Regions from separate parts of the Zea mays genome. Here region 1 is linked to region 2. A link is a contact called in public Hi-C data. All regions are on one chromosome and are shown on one strand. Each heading gives the region's core, a stretch centred on a gene start, on an enhancer-like site or on the middle of the called end of the contact. The rest is flanking DNA. Distances are from core to core; before and after follow the strand shown.

What was found. A called contact is a pair of places that touch in the nucleus more often than the background predicts.
Region 1: a Hi-C map of ear shows a contact between it and region 2, with 2.4 times the contacts expected there. The contact joins the promoter of LOC100283823 here to the promoter of LOC103649910 in region 2. A contact is called at or near these places in 3 of 25 Hi-C or Micro-C datasets (ear, leaf and tassel).

What each region holds. Positions count from the first base shown.
Region 1 is chr3:30,260,933-30,266,330 of Zm-B73-REFERENCE-NAM-5.0, reverse strand. LOC100283823 (peroxin Pex14) reads right to left here and starts at 4,064. Exons shown (of 9, transcript NM_001361356.1): 1 at 3,947-4,064; 2 at 2,868-3,067; 3 at 2,742-2,790; 4 at 1,448-1,632; 5 at 1,180-1,363. The coding sequence starts at 3,980.
Region 2 is chr3:30,089,928-30,094,997 of Zm-B73-REFERENCE-NAM-5.0, reverse strand. It overlaps LOC103649910 (cation/calcium exchanger 4), which reads left to right and starts at 1,627. Exons shown (of 1, transcript XM_008675594.4): 1 at 1,627-3,887. The coding sequence starts at 1,862. The coding sequence ends at 3,784.

The DNA.
Region 1 (5,398 bases), core at 2,815-5,314, 170 kb before region 2:
TCGCAGCATAAATCATTTTTGCCGTGAGAACAAACTGAACATAAACAGCACGACCCGCCTTTGTCATCAGGTCGGCCTTCCAACCTGGGAGAACACTAGCTGCCTTGTCCACCAATGCCTGTAACTGGGCCTTTGAAAGCTTTCCCAAGGACAGGGGCAGTCCAAGATATTGACACGGAAAATCAGAAATGGGGCAGGGGAGAGAAGCTTGGACCCGCATCAAATCATCTTCGGTACAACGAATGGGGAACACACTACTTTTCAGGACATTGGTCTTGAGCCCCGAGGCTTCCCCAAAAAGCCGAAGGATCTCCAGGACCAAGCTGATGTCTGAAGCCACCGGCCTAAGAAAAACCACCGCGTCATCCGCGTAGAGAGAAAGCCTGTGATGTAAAGTCCCAGAAGATAGCTGCTGAAGTAACCCTTCATCGGAAGCCTTTTGAATGAGCAAGTTCAGAACATCCATAACCAAAATGAACAACAAAGGGGATAGTGGGTCTCCTTGCCTAAGGCCCCTCTGGTGTGAAATGATCTCCCCAGGAACGCCATTTAGCAAAATTCTTGTGGAGGAAGAAGCCAACAGTCCACACACAACATCACACCAAATCTGCCCAAACCCCATTTTCCTCAAAACCTCAATGAGAAACGGCCATGACACCGAATCAAAAGCCTTAGAAATGTCTAACTTGAAGAGGATACGAGCCTGTCTTTGTTGATGGAGATATCTGGCCGTACGCTGCACCAATATGAAGTTGTCAAGAATGAACCTTTTTTTGATAAAAGCCGTCTGATTGGGTGAAACCATTGCACCCAAGTGTCCAGCCAGCCTATTTGCCATCATCTTTGTTACCAGCTTGGCGAAGCTATGTATGAGGCTGATCGGACGGAAGTCCTTCACAAGGGCTGCACCCTCAAGCTTTGGCAAAAGGGTAATGAGGGCTGAATTGAGCAGCCCAAAATTTCTGAAATTGCAATCCGAAAGCTGATTCTCCCTGATACGATTTAAGGTCTCACTCAATGATTTAAACACATTTTCTTGTGACTCGAATGCTTCTGTTAACTTCATGAGTACCTTCCTATCTGTAAAAAGGAGTTAACTCACTAAAGTAACAAAATCCAAAAATATAATGGCTACTGTACTTTCAAATATGATAAATTATCAAAAACAAATTCTGAAACCTTCATCTTTTGAAGCAAGCACTTCTTGGTTTATTTTAGCAATATCAGAAAAGGCTGATGCAGAAACTTTTATGGCTTCCCTAATTTCTTCACAAAGTTTGGAAGTATGTTCACTCTTTGCATTTTCATCTCCTTCAGCAACGACTCTACGAGTCCAAGATTTCAGACTAGGGATGACCAATTTCTGAGAAAAAAATATTCATGGGAATAAGTTCAGCATCTGACATAATTTTTTTAAAAAAAAAACTTACAGAATGACCAGATGTACCTTTAGGGTTATGGCAGCACTAGCCCCTAAACCAAGAAAAAGACCTGCACCAAGGAGTGTGTTTACCCAGCTCAACTGTGCCTTTGTATGTGGAACAATTGGTCCAGCAGTGGCAGAGGCAGTAGCTGCTTGTGGTTGAACTTCTGTATAAGGTTGCAGCACAACAGATTGACTGGGATTGTTTGCTGGAGGAATAAAAGAAACAAGACAGTTACTAACTTCAGTCTATGGCATAAATTCTGGAATAATTTGTATGAACTATCATCATCAACAACAACAATATCTAAGCCTTTTAGTTCCAGCTCCCAATTAAGTTGGGTAGCCAGGTAGGACAGAGTTGAATCCAACATAGACCACTCACAAAAGGGGAAAAGAAACAAAGAAATCTCTACTATATTAAACCACCAGTTTTCCTGGTTCCACGGTTCCACCGTCATCAATTTTACAAAAAAAACCCTTATATTTCTTTTGTAATCAATCCACTGTCCCTCTGATTTGGTCGGATCTCCTGCTTCGCCCCCCTCCTCACGCCAACGAAACATAAAAAAATCACCAGCACGAGGATTCAAACCGTGATAACTAGAAAGAGGGCACTCGTCTCTAACCACTACAACTCATATTGGATTGTGTTGTACAAATAAATCATATATCATATATGGAAACCATAGCGATGCACGGGCAACTAACTATATACACAAAAGCATCACTAATAGTGATATTACTAGGGATAAAGACTATTTGTGGTTCAGTCACATGAATAGCCGATTTCCATCCACTCCTATTCAAGGACAATTCCATCGTTGAAGGGAAAAGAGAATCATAGTGCAATCAACCTATAGCTACATCAAGATATTATTATTTGAAATAAGTTAGTCACTAATTCAAGAAAGCAAAATAAGTTGATCGCAAGTGCTATACAAGACATAAGAGCAGTTGCAACTGAGGAATGAAAGAACAGTGAAAGTATCTTCATCAAGCAGAAACAGATACTAATTTTCACTAGTGTTATTTGTTTGTCAGCTATCCTGACAAAGCTAAGAAAACAGGAAGTAAATCTTCCTTGTTCAGGTGAAAAAAAACATTGTGCAAATCAAGCTTCTAAGATTTCTTATAATTTGGATCTGCTATTTTGCCATCAATTTAACAACAATCATATACTGATAAGTGATAGCTAGGGCTGAACATAATAAGAAGATCTAAATAATAAAAATCAGAAAGAATTAAAATAAAGATGATGTCCAAAAAATGAGATGGTATCACAGTAAATTGCACCATATCTAGAATGATAAGTTACCTTGTTGCCTACCAGCAGCTACAGCATCTGTTCCATTTGGCTTAGGGTCCTATAAGGCATTAAGCTAGCTCAGAAACACTTTCACCTAGGGTAAACAGTAGGGGTAGCAGGAAAATAAAATCTTACAGGAACTCTACAAAAGGCCTCATCAATTTCTTCACTTGTAAGGCCTTTCTTTTCCAGGAAGGAACGCCTGTGAAATACTGGAGAACCCTTCACTTTCGGATGTGAAAGAAACTTCACAGCATTCTGTATGTAATCCTCCCTCATAAGCTGTGGAGCTTGAATTACAAGATTATCGAATGATTCATTCCCACCAGAACCACCTACAGAGTCAGAAAATCAGAATGTACCATTTTGTTTTGAGATCAGGGGAAGCGTAAACAGTTAAGCACAGTGAGTCGTCAATAAAAGAACAAGACGAACCCTCAGAACTGCCATTTTGTCCACATCATTTCATTGTGTGATGGGAGTAGTGTTAGAGGGGTAATTTATATGCAAGCCTGAACTCTGCGCCCATACACAACACATTTGCAGAAATCTGTTTACAAATTTCAAACATGAATTAACTTTTGTCCCACCCACCACTTACATCTATTGAATTTTGTTTAAGACCAAGAAACATGCTAGTTCCAGTTTGGTTTGAAGCATTTTTGCAACCTTAGTTCCAGCCTTGCACAGTCCTAACCACCAGCAGTCATTAGGCTGTGTCCACAAAAGGGCGCGCCTTTTATGATTTCGCCTGATGCAAGAAGCTAGAGCATCCATTTTGTAGCCTACTCTTGAAACTTATGAGCCAGATAAGCATCATCATGCTCATCAACCATTCATTAAACAAGTAAAGAGCCCTGATTACTAGCGAAGAACTCTCACAGGACAAATCAGAACAAAAAATATATCCTCGAATAGCTCAGAAATCCACTTCTTTGTACGCCAATTCGACGAATTGGACGAATCCCTAGTCTCCTACTCCTTCCAGCCGGCAGCCGCAGGACCCATCAACGACATATGTACCAAATCCTCGCCGTCGCTAATACTCGATGAATAATTCGCGTCAGATTGTTACCGATGAATTTAACCAGAGGTAATCAACCCGGCACCAGAGTCGCCACGCAAAGAAAGGTCACACCTGCCGCAAGAATCGCACGGAGAAAAGACCGGAAGGTGTTTTATGCACAACTGATGAGAAAGGAAGAGAGTCTGACCCTGCGGCGCGGAGCTGGGTGACTTCTCGGCCATCGGAGAACCTCACAGCGCGGATGGACGAACACGGGAACTCTCGAATCTCGACCTGAGGGAGACAGAATCGGACGACGACGACGCGCTGGAACATCCCCGCGTAAAAAATATTTATGCCCATTAAAAAATTTGTACCCATAACGGGTTTAAGATTTTGCCTAAACCTATATCCATCGGGTTAGCAGGTACCCATGGGTTACCTATAGGTTTCATCTCCAATATACTTGTTTTTCTTTAATCAATAAGTATCGTAATGATTAATGATATCATGATCCAAAATCTATGTAATGAACAACGAGTTTATCATTTAGTATAAAAATTATTAGTAGAGAGAATGAAATACAAATAATAAATTGTATAATTAAGTGACCTTGCACTAAGTTATTCATCCACCACATATATAACGCTAGTAAAAACTATAATAGCAAGCAAGCAACACTCTCACCGACTACTGATATATTCACCAATTGATAAAAATTATGAAGTAAATAAAGAATAACAAGTTTGTTGTTCGTTTATAAAATAAAATGATAATATGCATTAGATTTGGTCGGGTTTAAAAAACACATGAGTTCACGAGTTTGGGTACTATAGAAACAAACCCGTACCCATAAACCTGCCGGGTATAGATTTATGCCCATTAACAAACCCATGAGTATGAAAATTGACCCAAAACCGTACCCTATGGGCATGTATAGTAGAGAGACATCAAAACGGTTCTCCAAGCACAAGAGACAACTAAGAGACTCTATTATACAATGGAGTGTCTATAAATGTAGTATGTTAATAAATACATAATTAAATGCATTTGTACAGCATCAGATCGATAAAACATACGACAAATTCGTACAGTGGGAAGTAAGGCGTCTGTTGCTACTTGGTTTACGAGCCAGAGGCGTCTCTTCACGGAGAGACGGCTCTAAAATTTTTTACAAATACCCCCCTTAAGACACCTTAAGTGCCTCCACATTAAACATCACTGTACATACCCTAATGGGGTAAAAACCCATCGGGTTTTAGGTTTCGGGTACCCATTGCCATCTCTAAGTATGAGTCTATGACCGTGCGCATGTGAGTCCAGACTCAACGTCGTATGTCTTTTATCCTTTCTTTGAGTCTAGTACAAATATTTAAATATTAATTATGAATATTAAATATAGACTTGATTAGATTTAATAAATATGTCTTATCTTTTAATGTTATTCTCGTTGATGCTCTATGCAAAGAAAAACTCACGCGAGAATCAAGCATCCGGACGAGTAACTTCATAAAGAGTTGCGAGCTTTCTCCATACGTAAGTGATGCTCTACTTCTGGCCTTCTCTCGGACGCTCTCGTGTAACACCCAAAATTCTATTTTAGGGTTTATAAAAGTTCTCCAAAGGATTTAAGATAAAAATGTCTTTTAATAATATATTA
Region 2 (5,070 bases), core at 378-2,877:
AACGTCCTCGCACATCCTCGTGCACCACTCCTTTGCTCGTGAATTCTGGCACGCCATGGGTATCCAAGTCGGTGAGGACCTCAGCTGATTCAACCCGCACCAACTTCTTCGACCCCCTGTCTTCTCTAGGCTTCCCCCACCTTCGTTGCGCTTTGTTGCTGGCACTTGTGGAAGAGGCGCAACAATTATGTCTTCGGACAAGAACCACCCCCTTGTTGTAACCCTTCGTGCATGTATTGCAGATGCCCGCTTGTGAGCTTGTAGATTGAAATATTTTGAATCCACCCATGCTTTTGCTTGGCATGGACGCCTCTCCCATGCCCTTTGATGCTTGTAATCTCCTTGCCCTTTTAGGGTTGTTTTTCTAGGCTGCCAAGAGCCCAATATATCAGGTGTAGTTCCCCCACCCCCGTCGAGAAAATAAAAAGCAACATGTTTATTCTTCTTCATTAAATATTTTAAGACTAGAGATAAAATTGTGTTTTTAATGACTATTTTGCACTAATATCATTTTAGACTAAGTTTGTGTTTTTAGTGACTATTTTGTAGGATCACCTATTCATCCCCCTCTAGGTGCTCTCATAAACTACAAGCTATTACGTGCTCTATAGCCTGACCCACTCGATAGCGTAGCTCCCACAACTCGCCCTCTAGCTCTGAAAAGGGTGCGCAAAGGAAGGTAATTCGGATGAAAAACACGAAAGTAAATATCGAGAAGAGCATTACCGACCATACCACTGTCGGATTTGACAAGCCGAACCTAGAGATGGCCTGTCTCAGCGTCGACAACATCAAGAGCAGCCCAAGCGACAGAAAGGCTCCCTGAAGCTCAGAATCCGAGACCGATGGAGGGGCATCCCACGAGCCCGACCAGGACAACCCCATGGAGGAGGGAACGTCCCGACCACTGTCGGCGCGGGACGTAGCCCTTAAGCAAGAAAACCGAAAGTCAAGAACATGTGTATAATAATAAGTATAACCAAAATAACACACAAACAATCATGGGCTAGAAGGATCTTACCTTGACCTAGTACTCGTTGGTGGGATTGCCTCCTCCTGAAGAGGGTTCGCCGGCTGACCCTTTGCAGGGATCCATCCGTGATAAGGAGTTCTGAGCTCAGAAAAAGGGGTGATTGGGGGTACGAGTGTGGCAAGCAACGACTCCCTATGCTTATAAGCACTAGAAGGATGCGTTGCTCACGGATGAGGAGGGTTTGTGAAAGTCGCCCAGAAAGGGGATGAATAAGTGAAACCTGAAAATTATAACATTTGAACACGAACTTCAGCTAGAATTAGCATTAGAACGAGTAATAAACATGATTACGTTCCAAATAAAATCTTAGTTTGAATAGATCAATATTAATTTTTAGTGTAATATCTTATTACCGTTGGACTCAAATAAACATGATTAGGTTCCAAATAAAACTTGTCTTATACTCTTATTTACACCTATGACATAGTGCCACATGGACTATCAAAATTATTCCAGGTGAAAACAACTGTTTTAAAAGTTGTGAAGGTCAAAACAAACTAATTTCGTAGTTTAAGAGCAAAAATCAAATGACCGGGATTGGCCAAGTCCAACCCACCCCGCACTGTCACCAGCTTTTCGGACGGAGCCGAGCAACGGAGAACGGACAAGGCAAAGGGCAAGTGGGCAACCAATGAACCTGTTGTCGTCTCGTCTCCTTCGCTTCCTCTCGTCGTCAACTACCGAACCAGGAACCACGCCCAACATCTACGGCAAACCCTGACCCCGGCCACAATTCTCCGAGTCACCCCGTACCTGACAAATCCCCAAATCCGACCGCAAATTCGGCATGTGCGACTACGGAAACCCTTCACCCTGAACCTGCCGGAGATGATCGCGTCGCAGCCGCGCCGGGTTCGGCCCCTCGCCGCCGTCTCCCTGGTGTTATTCCTCCTCCTCCTGTACAGCCGCTCCGATGGGGGCTCACCGCGCGCCGCGCGGCTCTTAGGCTCCGGATTCTACCCTGTGCACCGCAGGTTCCTCTCCGATGCCGACCCTGCCGGCCCCGCATCCAGCGCCGCGAACCCTTCGGCTTCGGGGACCGTTCCGTTAAATGGCGAGCAGCCGGAGGACCCTTCCGTGGCGTGCGCGGGCATCGCGCTGCACGAGGGGTTCGGGACGCAGTGCGAGTTCCTCCGGGCCCACCCGCAGTGCAGCTCCGATGGGTTCGTCGACTACCTAGGCTTCTTCTACTGCAGATGCGAGAGGTTCAGGGTGCTGGGCTACGCGGTGCTCGGGGTATGCCTGGCCGCGCTGTTCTATATGCTGGGCAATACTGCTGCCGACTACTTCTGCTGCAGCCTTGAGAAGATGTCGGCACTGTTGCGGCTCCCGCCGACCTTGGCTGGCGTGACGCTGCTCCCCTTTGGTAATGGAGCCCCTGACGTGTTTGCTAGCATTGCGGCGTTTATGGGGAGCGGTGCTGGTGATGTTGGGCTGAACAGCGTTCTGGGTGGAGCTGTATTTGTGACTTGTGTTGTGGTCGGGGCGGTGTCGTTGTGTGTTGCCGAGAAGAATGTGCAGATTGACAGGAGGTGTTTCGTGAGGGATGTTGGGTTCTTTCTGGTGACTCTTTTGGCTTTGTCTATAGTGTTGACCATTGGGAAGGTGACTGTTTGGGGAGCTATGATGTTTGTGTCGATTTATGTGGTCTATGCATTTGTTGTTGCTGCAAATGAGGTATTGAGGAAGCATGCCAGGAGGCTGAAGTTTGATGTGTTCACACCGTTGTTGCCTGTGAGGGCAAGTATATTTGAACAAGGAGCAGAGCAGGATGAGTCAGCATACAGTTCACTTCTTGAGGAGGATGCAGATGGTGAGGTAACCCAAATGAATACATCCGTGCCTCAGTGGATGTGGGCTTCTCATGTAGCCATCTACTCAAATCATGGAAATAGAGATGGTTCGCCTGACAGCTCAAGGCCATTATGGGGTTGGAGTGAGGGAGAAGTGGATAACTCCACATTCAATATTTACAAGCTGTTCTCGTTTATGGAGCTTCCCTTGACGATACCAAGAAAGTTGACAATTCCTATAGTGGAGGAGGACCGCTGGTCCAAAGAATATGCTGTTGCAAGTTCTTGCTTGGCGCCTGTTCTTTTGGCATTTTTATGGAGCAGTCAGGATACAGTATCCACAAAGGTTAGCATAGCAGCATATGTTATGGCTGTCATGTTGGGGATTGCACTAGCTGCTCTGGTTTTCCTGTTCACCAGTAATGAACGTCCTCCACGGAGGTTTTTGTTTCCATGGGTTTTTGGAGGCTTTGTGATGAGCATCATCTGGTTCTACATCATCGCTAATGAACTGGTTGCACTTTTGGTTGCTTTGGGTGTGATACTGGGAATTAATCCTTCAATACTTGGGCTAACAGTGTTAGCATGGGGAAATTCAATGGGTGACTTGATGTCAAATGTTGCTTTAGCGATGAATGGAGGTGACGGCGTGCAGATTGCCATGTCTGGATGTTATGCAGGACCTATGTTTAATACACTTGCTGGTTTGGGTATATCAATGTTGCTTGGAGCTTGGTCAACGGCACCCAATTCGTATGTTCTTCCACAGGACCACTCTCTTATTTACACAATGAGCTTTCTTGTTGCTGGATTGATCTGGGCTCTTGTTATGCTGCCGAGAGGTGACATGCGGCCTAACAAGATACTTGGAGTTGGCCTCATTGCTCTTTACTCAATTTTTCTTTTTATTAGGGTAGGCAGTGCTGTCGGCATATTGCCACTGCCTGGATCGAGTTAGATAATTACTTGCCTGTAAAGTTGGGATTAATGTCAAAGTACTTGCTCATGGCTGCCATTTTATATAAATGAAATGAAGTTATACAGTGTTGGTCTGTTCTGTACTTGTGGTCCTGCATGTCAAGTTGTCTGCACATTTTTTGGGTTTGATATTTTTGGGAGAAAACACGCTTGCAGTTGTGGCAATTATTTGTATGTATAAATTTATCTTCACTCATAGTAATAATGTCAACACACCTTGAACTTCCTGTTACATATTTGCATTGCAAACAGTAAATCTCCTTCCATCCTGTAGAGTAGAGCTGCCACTTCTCAAAGTTTGTAAGGTTATATGTGATCTATGCCCAGCAAGTTTTGTAACTTGTATTGCCCTCACTCTTAGTTTTTAACCATATCAAACAAGAAGTGATATCTTTTACTCTTGATATGAGATGTGGTCGACCAATCAAAATGTTGTTTATAGTCCTAAGTAGGTTTTTAGTAGACCAATATCGGCAATGACCAGCCACTGTGCCATATTGGACATGTCTGGCTCCCACCCTTGGTAGTGTGAAAACTAGAAGGTACCAAATCAGAAACACTCGGATGCTGAGCAGTAGCACTCGTTGGATCTGGTTGCCTTATGTAACACAGCCTTTGGCATCCGCGCACGCCATGGCACTCCACCAGGCAGAGTCCATGAACAAGTTGTACTCCTCCATGGTGTCCATTTCCTCCCACCTTATCAAGCTCGTGCACGGACACCTTGACACCTACCCCTAACAACCTTGCATTGTATTGCTGGTAAGTCTGGGAGGTCATGGATTCATAGTTTTTAAGGCGATAAAGTGAATCAAGGCGACCGACCCCCTTTTTACCTTTTAAACATCAAGGCGTAAGGCGAGGCAACGCCTTAGTAATATATCAAGGCGACCAACCCCCTTTTAACCTTTTGAAATGGTTTGTATATGTCCAACAGAGACCTCCAGAGACATCAGTGCGTAGTAGGATCTTAAGACGTGGTAGTAATAAAAGAAAGACAAGGAAAGACCGAATTTAACATGAAAAGAAGCAGTAAAAGGAGACTTAAAGGACGAAGTATCCTCAAAGATTTAGCTTTGAATATGAGTACGTAAAAAATAGTTATCCATATGGCCGAACCTTAACTTGTGGTTTCCATTGGGTTTCAACTCTAACCTATCCCGATTTATTTGGGAGTAAAAGACTTTGTTGTTAACTTGTTATTGTTGTTCTGTTTTACATTTGCAGAACAATCAATTATAGCTAATGTCCCCTTGAACTCTACAA